Regions from separate parts of the Macaca mulatta genome. Here region 2 is linked to region 1. The links are chromatin contacts, called in public Hi-C maps. All regions are on one chromosome and are shown on one strand. Each heading gives the region's core, a stretch centred on a gene start, on an enhancer-like site or on the middle of the called end of the contact. The rest is flanking DNA. Distances are from core to core; before and after follow the strand shown. Region 1 holds the start of DNAL1 (dynein axonemal light chain 1). Region 2 holds the start of PNMA1 (PNMA family member 1).

Region 1 (4,781 bases), core at 1,709-4,208:
GTGAGACTTTGTCTCTACAAAAAATAAACAAAAATTAGGGCGTGGTGGCACTGGGCAAGGTGGCGTATGACTGTGGTGCCAGCTACTCGGGGGGCTGAGGTGGGAAGATCACTTGACCCAGGGAGGGAGGCTTCAGTGAGCCGAGATCACACCACTATACTCTATCCTGGGCAACAGAGCAAGACCCTGTCTCAAAAAATATATATAACCTGGACAACATAGCAAGACCCTGTCTCTACAAAAAAACACAAATATTAGTCAGGCATAGTGGCAGGCACTGGCAGTTCCAGCTACTGGGGGGCTGGGGAACTGGGCAGGGGCTAAGCCAGGAGGATCACTTGAGCCTGGGAGGTCAGGGCTGCATGAGCCTAAATGGTGCCACTGCACTCCAGCCTGGGTGACAAAGCGAGATCTTGTCTCAAAAATGAAACAAACAAAAACCACACACATACACACACATACAGAAAAAGAGACAGAATACAGAGAAATAACTACAGACACCACAGAGACTTTAAAAATAAAATATCATTGCTGGGCACAGTGGCTCATGCTTGTAATCCCAGCACTTTGGGAGGCTGAGGCAGGTAGATCACTTGAGGTCAGGAGTTTGAGACCAGGCTGGCCAACATTGGGAAACCCCATCTCTACAAAAAATACAAAAATTAGCTGGGCATGGTGGTGTGCACCTGTAGTCCCAGCTACTTGGGTGGCTGAGGCAGAAGAAGTGTTTAAACCCAGGAGGTAGAGGTTGCAGTGAGCCGAGACTGTGCCATTGCACTCCAGCCTGAGCGACAGAGCAAGACTCCATCTCCAAAATAAAAAATAAATATCATAAGCAAACATATGGCAATAAAGTTTAAAACCTAGACAAGGTATGCATTTCTATAAAAAACATAAAAGTGTCAAAACTGTCATAAGAATCAAGAAAATTTGAATAGATCAACACTATTTAAAATATTAAAATGATAGATTTACCCTTATCCTCCTCCCCTAATACTGCAAGCCTAGACACTTCTGCAAGTGAGTTCTACTAAGCTTTCAAGGGTATTCCCTGTAACAAGTTGTTTCAGAAACCAGAAAAAGAGGGAAAGCTGCCAACATATAAGACAGTGGTCACATAAGACTGTAATACTGTATTTTTACTGTAACTTTTCTATGTTTGTTTGTTTGTTTGTTTGAGACAGGGTCTTGCTCTGTTGCCCAGGCTGGAGTGCAGTGGTGCAATCTCAGCTCACTGCAACCTCCACCTCCCATGTTCAAGTGATTCTCATGCCTCAGCCTCCTGAGTAGCTGGGATTATAGGCGTACCACGACACCCAGCTAATTTTTGTATTTTTAGAAGAGGCGGAGTTTCACCATGTTGGCCCGGTGGGTCTTGAACTCCTGACCTCAGGTGATCTGCCAGCCTCAGCCTCCCAAAGTTCTGGGATTACAGGCGTGAGCCACTGCACTCTGGAGGCTTTTCTATGTTTAAATACACAAATACATTGTTTCAATGGCCTACAGTATTCAGTACAGTAAGATGCTATAAAAGTTTGTAGCCTAGGAGCAATAGCCTACACCATCTGGTTTTTGTAGGCATATTCTATGAAGTTTGCAAGGCAAAACTGCCAATGATATGTTTCTTAGAATGTATCCCTGTCATCATTAAGTGACTTATAACTGTACTCGTTCTGATTCTCTATTTGAAGATTTTCAACAATCACTATGGCTCATACTTTCATAAATATTTAGGTCTGAGGCTTTCTTCACCTGAATATAAACCCAGGTTCCAGAACTTTCAACTTTCCTTGGCAGTGGCTTTCAGCTAACTGCTTGGGGAACAAAGTAAGGAAAGCAGAGGGGGAAACTACTTTTTAAAGAGTGGTATTTAATCTGTTGAGGGCAGGCATGACTTCCTCATCATTTTCATCTCTTGGGCTCAATTTCTGCCCACTAATATAGCACTGGAATCACAAAAAGAAGACAAGTAATTATGCTGCTTCTTCATAAACATCTCTATCCAGTAGGACATCACATACTTTGCTCAATAGCTCTGTCTGTAATCCTTTTGAAATGACTAGTTAGAACTACCAAGTATGTAAGCAAGAGAGTGAACACTTCAAGTAAGAGTTGAGGAGCATCTCTAGGTAAAACCATTACTTCATAAAGAGCTCTGATTGGATAGACAGCTGGTAGATTTCAAACCTAAGGTAACAGCATTTCTCAGTGTGGTGGGATGCCCCCCAATTTTATAATCACTTGAGGTGTGTTGTCGAAATGCACATTCCTGAAACCCCCAATCATATTAAAAATTCATAATCTGCATTCCAACAAGCCCATACTTATGCATACTGAAATTTGAGAATCAGTGCTCTAATACATCCACCAGAGTGTGTTTTACAGCGTTACCTAATAATTGCACTCGTAGTCATTCAGAAGGCAACCTGGGTACATCACAGGTTACGAATACTGCTGCAATCCCTGTTATACAGAACCCTCTGGTAACCAGTCCCTCCCTGCATCTCGACGGGGGGGTCATTAAAATTACTGATATGTAAAGAGATATCTTCACACTCTCCTTCCCATCACCCTTCCCACTCCAATACGCTCTTTTTGGAGAATTTCCTGCTCTTCGCCCTCCCTTTTCTCCTGTCAGAGTCCCTCCACCTTAACCCAACCTCCCATCCACCCCAGGCCGCCCTCACCCCAGGCCGCCCTCACCCCAGACCACCCCCGGCCAGGGCTTCTCTTTCGCCCGGGGCCCCTGACTCCACAGAGCTAGCGTCAGCTACCGGCTCCCTTCCGCTGTTCAAGGACCCCCAGACCCTCGACACTCCACAGTCACCCTTTTCCACTCCCAATCTTCTCTCAGCTTTGGCTACGCGGCCCGAAAGGTACTCACCATTCCGGCGGTTGCTACTGTCACTGCTCTGGTTGCTAGGGCCCGCGGGGTCAGTGCGCGTGCGCACTTCTCGGCGCTCTCCGCCGAAGCCCCATGCCCGGCAGCGGTCCTTTCTCTCCGCCCTCAGGGTGGTGCGAGCGGGGCATTGTGGGACTGCGTGGCGGCCGCCGGGGTCCTCCCGTCCGGCTGTTGCTGGCTGCCCTTTTGCTGCTCTAGGGCTTAACCGCGCACAGAGTGGTCAGGACCGAAAGCAGTTTCAGCTGATCTGTAGTGACTCGCCCGCCTAAAGTTAAAGACCTTAAAACGTCCCCCTAACAACTGCCCTTTTCATAAAATAATGTTTTTAATTCCTTTCCCCTACCGATGGCCTTTCCCACCCTTTTCCGGAGGAGGGAAAATAAACGGCTTGCCGTAATTTATCCCTCCGTCCCACTGAGAATACCAGAGCCAAACTCCACCGATTTTATATTTCTTTACCCCGGATCCTCCAGGGAGCCAGAGGCAGCTAAAAGCTCTGTTCCACATTTTAAATATCACAAATTGTGGGTTTTAATCACCAAGGTGTCTTTTTTTCCCCCACCTACCAAATGAGCTAAAAATTAACAATAATAATAATTCATAGAGTTGATAGGGGTATGGAGAAGTAGGAACACACAAATACGCTGCTGTTTATAATTGATACAGCCTTTCTGGAAGGCTGTTGGCTGTTCAAAAACTTTTGCACCCTTTGTGGTCCAGCAGTTCCACATCTAGGACTTTATCCTGAGCACAGAGATGTATGTTCAAAGCTTTAATAGCAAAAAAAAAGAAAAAAGAAAAACTCAATTATCAACAAAAGAGAATTGGTGACTGGGACTGGTGGCTCACGCCTGTAATCCCAGCACTTTAGGAGGCTGAGGCGGGAGGATCACTTGATCACTTGAGACCAGCCTGGCCAACATGGTGAAACCCCGTCTCTACTAAAAATACAAAAATTAGCCGGGTGTGGTGGCACGCGCCTGTAGTCCCAGCAATTCCGGAGCCTGAGCCACGAAAATTGCTTGAACCCGAGGGGCGGACGTTGCAGTGAGCCGAGATCGCGCCACTGCACTCCAGTCTGGGCAACAAGAGTGACACGCCGTCTCAAAACAAACAAAAAAAAAAAAAAAAGAAAGAAAGAAAGAGAGAAAATTGGTTAGTAGTATTGAACATCCAATGCAATAATGTTCTTCCACTAAAAAAGTACCAATGACTTGCTGAAAGGCATCTATTCACATCCAAAGATAGTCATATTTTAAGTAAAAATAGAAGTTACCAAACAAAATAGTTGGTACGATTTTCTTTTAAAATTATACATAGTGGCCTGGTGCAGTTTGTTCATGCCTGTAATCCCAGAAATTTGGGAGGCCAAAGTAAAAAGATCCCTTGAACCCAGGAGTTCGAGACCAGCCTAGGCAACATAACAAGACCCTGGCTCTATAAAAAATAAAAATTAGCCAGGCGTTGTGGTACACACTGATAGCCTCAGCTGCTGGGGAGGCTGAAGCAAGAGGATCATTTGAGGAGTTTGAGGCTGAAATGAGTTATAATTGTGCCATTACACTCTACCCTGGGCAACAGAGTCAGACCCTGTCTCTAAAACAAAAAAAAAAACAAAAAATATTGGAAAAGCTATACATAGTACACAGACACAGATAAACCTTTATCTAAAAGGATATTATGAGGGTTTAATGTTTGCTGTGGACTGAGTGGTGGTACACCAAAATTCATATGTAGTGATCTGGTGAGTTTACGTTCTTTGATACTTTCTGAGAGGTCTGGGGGGTACCTAAATTTTAAGCTTTAAAACCGGAAGGGTCAATTTCTATGTTTATTTAAAAAAAAACAAAAAACTGTCTATGGGACTATTGGATAGGTT
Region 2 (4,781 bases), core at 1,301-3,800, 58 kb before region 1:
TTCCATGAGCTCAGTATCCCAAGACAGCAAAAATCTGGTATACCCTGTAGAAGCAGGGGGGTAGCAAATTTAGGCTCTCTTCGAAATTACTTGTATAATACGAGTGCCTTCGCAGCTTAGCCCCAAAGTGCTACTTACGTTTCCCAAGGTTTTTTCTATTCAAACCATATTTGGTTTCAGTCCCCTTTATGGACATAGGGTAACAGAAACCTCCATCATTCAGGAGACCCTTTTGTTCAGTGGTAACATCTTGTACTTGGAAAAAAAATTTTTTTTTTTTTGCGACAGAGTCCCATTCTGTCGCCCAGGCTGGAGTGCAGTGGTGCGATCTCGGCTCACTGCAACCTCTGCCTCTCGGGTTAAAGGATTCTCCTGCTTCAGCCTCCTGAGTAGCTGGGATTACAGGCACACACCACCACACCCAGCTAATATTTTTGTATGTTTTTTTTTTAGTAGAGACGGGGTTTTGCCATGTTGGACAGGCTGGTCTTGAACTCCTGACCTTAGGTGATCCACTCGCCTCGGCCTCCCAAAGTGCTGGCATTACAGGCGTGAACCACCGCGCCCGGCCATAAATGTTTAAACAAGAAAGTGATTCTACTCTTCTAAGCGTACAGAGACCAGACCCGGTGAATGTAACTGGGGAAAATCAAGATGGTACCTCTCTGCATTAATCCTGCCAGACACCATATTTTAGGAAGGTCCATGCTCCAGGATGCATTCATGTCTTGGATACAGTGTGAAAATTAAAAAGTTTAGAGGGTAGATGTAATTGTGGCAAGTGACTTGCCAATAAAGTAGGTGCAGCTATAGAAGCTGGCATAGGTATATCCTTAATGGTGCTTTCTCCCTGGGCTTGTCTCTTGTTGTTTTTTTCCCTATATTCAGAGCTCTGAGAAGTGATAAACACCTCCAGCTTTCTTAACATCCTCCCCACACCATCTCACCATATCCATCTCCCAGCATCCATCTGCATTCAGCTAAGGGCGGGAAACTGACCTAGTGCCTGTGCTGCAGACCATTTCTGAGGTCTCCACCCATCCAAGGAGGCAGAGCCATCATTACTGTCCTCCATGCCTTCAGCAGCCCCCCTCACAGCTAAGGTACATACCACCCCTTCTGCCGCGCCCCCTTCCACTCCTGGCACCAAGGTCTTTTGCTGCTTATGTCTAAAGGGATCGCCTATATTTAACTGCCTCAGTGACCTAACCTCTTTCTTCTCATGTGCCAGATGTTAAGATGAAGGAGGAATACAACACATGCTCAAGCCTCAGCTGTTTAGTTGTTTTCACTGGGGCTCGCTTTTCTGGGACGGTATTTATTATCAGACTGGCAAGCCTAACTCCATAGGTTTACAGGAAGTAGGGATATTTTTATAAAACAATTGTGTCCTCCCCACATTTTGCTATGTTAATATTTGCCTCTAACAATTTGCAGCTGTTTCACTTTTTCCTCATTTGTCTCTAAGTTGAAGGCCTTGTTGGAGGGGACAGAGCACAGGAACAGCCTTGACAGTCTGTAATTATTGTACAAATATTTTAATAGCATATAAATAAGTATATTCCTTTTATTTTGAAACAAAAATGATCAGACACTGCCTTTTGTGTGTTTGCTGCCTGTGGCACCCTTTTTGAAAAAGACTGTTACATATTAAAATAGTGTACATACATATAAATATTACCTCTTTTGCTGTACAGTTGTGATAGAGACTGAAGATTTTATTTTTTGTGTGCTTTTTATAAGAAAAAATTAATACACTAAAGAATCTTGCTGATGTGATTGTAATGTACCTATGTAACTTATTTACTTTTGAATGTTCTTCTGTATCTTTAAACCTTTTATTAAATAAGGTTTTAAAAATTCAGAGTTGAATGCTATGTTCTCTCGGGATTTTCACCATCTGGGGTTGATGTAAGTGGGCCTTGTCTTGCTTGCAGGGAGATTACTCGACATTTTTGAGCCATAAGGATTCTCTTTTAGCAGCCTATTGTCGATGCCAGCCAGGAAAAGGAAAATAACACTAATGTTTGCCTGGCTAAAAGATGACTCAGTAGACACAGACAAACAGATGTTTACAAAAGTTTAGACAAGAAAAAGTCTAAACTCAGTATCTCACACAAAAAATGGCGCACTCCGGCTTCATTGGGATAAAATACGCAGGGTGCACAGTGTGGTCAGGGGTAACGGGAAGCCAGGGTTCTGAGGAGAGTATTTTCACGTGCAGGGTGGACTGGCTGGGCAACCCGAGTAGACAAGTCCACCATGAGGGATGCCATGACTTCCAATAGTATCATCTTAAATCCACTCCAGGATTGGGTTATTATTTTTAAAACACGGTGCTTAGCAGTATTTGTTTGCTGTTAAAATGGAAAATTATGAAAAAGGAAATGCGCCATCAGAGAAACAAATGCCCGAGCCCCTCGCTGGCACCATGGCAACCGCTCGACCCCCGCGGGCCGCCGGAGCAGGCGTGATTCGCGCCAGCTGGGGCGCCGTTGCCATGGCGACGCCCGAGCGGCTCCGCCACAGGGGCGGGACGGGGCGGGGCTGACGCCGCTCGCGGGCTGGCCCCATCCTCCACTGCAGCAGTAACGTCGCAGCGGGTTGCGGGTAGGACTCGACGCTGGGGCAGCCGCGCAGCGCCTGAGCCGCTGCAGGCCGCCGCGGCCGCCGCTGCCCACCCTTGCCTGTGCTGTTTCCAGCCTCGCTTCTCCGGCTTTCCTGCTCCTCTGCTGCCTTCGTTTCTGGTCCTCGGCCGTCCTCGCCGCCCGCCCAGAGGAGTCCCCGCGCCCGCCAAGAGGAGTCCCCACGCCCTCCAAGAAGCCGCTCTCCGCTGGCCCGCAGCCGCCGCGACTTCGGCACAGTCTCTCCCTCTGGCTAGTCTCCCAAACGGCCGCTCCTCGCCCGCGGGAAGACCAGGCTGCGACCGCGAACGCCCGATCCTCTCCAGGAGCCGCAGCGAGCGCCCGGCGGGCACGCCCCGCGACCACACCCCGGCTGCTTTCGACCCAGCGCGCCTGCCTTCGCCGCCCGCCCTCGCTCCTTGCCCGCTGCACGACGACGCGACAGCCCGGCTGCAAGCGGCAGACCCGACCGGACCCGGACCCAGACGCAAGATGGCGACGGCCGCGTGACTTCCTCAGCGTCCCCGAGCTCAGCTCCAAGTGTACCTACGGACTGACTGGGGGGGCAGAGAAGGGCGAGATCAGGACTCTGTGTCTTTGTTAGTCGTGAATGCATGAAGCCTACCTCCCTTGGGCCTACTTGGTGGGAGTGTCTGGTATTGTTCTAAGGCCAGGAGTACGGTGAGCCACAGTCTGTTGGTAGAATTGGCGTCTTGATAGTTGAGAAAATGGCGATGACACTGTTGGAAGACTGGTGCCGGGGGATGGATGTGAACTCCCAGAGAGCTCTGTTGGTCTGGGGCATCCCAGTGAACTGTGATGAGGCTGAAATCGAAGAGACCCTCCAGGCAGCGATGCCCCAGGTCCCCTACCGAATGCTTGGGAGAATGTTCTGGAGGGAAGAAAATGCGAAAGCAGCCTTATTAGAGCTCACTGGCGCTGTCGATTACGCCGCGATCCCCAGGGAGATGCCGGGCAAAGGAGGGGTCTGGAAAGTGTTGTTTAAGCCCCCAACTTCTGATGCTGAATTTTTAGAAAGATTGCACCTCTTCCTAGCTAGAGAGGGGTGGACCGTGCAAGATGTTGCCCGTGTCCTTGGGTTTCAGAACCCTACTCCGACCCCGGGCCCAGAGATGCCAGCAGAGATGCTAAACTATATTTTGGATAATGTTATTCAGCCTCTTGTTGAGTCCATATGGTACAAGAGGCTGACACTTTTCTCGGGGAGGGACATCCCAGGGCCTGGAGAGGAAACCTTTGATCCCTGGCTGGAGCACACTAATGAGGTCCTAGAGGAGTGGCAGGTGTCCGATGTAGAAAAGAGGCGGCGGTTGATGGAGAGCCTTAGAGGCCCTGCCGCTGATGTCATTCGCATCCTCAAGTCCAACAACCCCGCGATAACCACTGCCGAATGCCTGAAGGCGCTTGAGCAGGTGTTTGGGAGCGTTGAGAGCTCTAGGGATGCCCAGATCAAATTTCTGAACACTTATCAGAACCCGGGAGAAAAATTGTCTGCTTATGTCATTCGTCTGGAGCCTCTGCTACAGAAGGTGGTAGAGAAGGGGGCCATTGATAAAGATAACGTGAACCAGGCCCGCCTAGAGCAGGTCATTGCTGGGGCCAACCACAGCGGGGCCATCCGAAGGCAGCTGTGGCTTACCGGGGCTGGGGAAGGGCCGGCCCCAAACCTCTTTCAGTTGCTGGTGCAGATCCGTGAGGAGGAAGCCAAGGAGGAGGAGGAGGAGGCTGAGGCCACCCTTCTGCAGTTAGGCCTGGAAGGGCACTTCTGAGTGCCAGAAAAGACAGCTTTAGTGCAGACCTAGATCACAGCTAGTTTTCTTGTCCCTGTGGGGGTCTTACAGATGTGTCTCTGAGTAGTAAAGGCTTAGCCCTGTTCCGTTTTGTTGTTTTTTTGGAGGGGAAGGTTAGTCAGGCCTGAGTATTCATGTAACATTCTAAAATTGTGCAAGCGAGCACCGTGAGCTGCTACAATGCAAGTGGGTCTTGCTGGCTAAAGTGCCAGGTAAAGGGTTGGTTGGACACAGCGCTTAGTGCACGCTGTCATCATGGACATCATAATCAGTTGTGAAAAACACACGAACCTCTGACACTTCCTATTCCACACTGAATGTGAAATTGCATGTGCAGATGTTTACT

What was found. A called contact is a pair of places that touch in the nucleus more often than the background predicts.
Region 2: a contact with region 1 is called in a Hi-C map of cortical neurons, with 2.7 times the contacts expected there. The contact joins the promoter of PNMA1 here to the promoter of DNAL1 in region 1. A contact is called at or near these places in 2 of 14 Hi-C or Micro-C datasets (cortical neurons and fetal cortex germinal zone).

What each region holds. Positions count from the first base shown.
Region 1 is chr7:146,826,633-146,831,413 of T2T-MMU8v2.0, reverse strand. DNAL1 (dynein axonemal light chain 1) reads right to left here and starts at 2,958. Exons shown (of 8, transcript NM_001260594.1): 1 at 2,885-2,958. The coding sequence starts at 2,887.
Region 2 is chr7:146,884,211-146,888,991 of T2T-MMU8v2.0, reverse strand. It overlaps PNMA1 (PNMA family member 1), which reads left to right and starts at 2,550. Exons shown (of 1, transcript NM_001348395.1): 1 at 2,550-4,781. The coding sequence starts at 3,353. The coding sequence ends at 4,414. It also overlaps a transcript of MIDEAS not described here.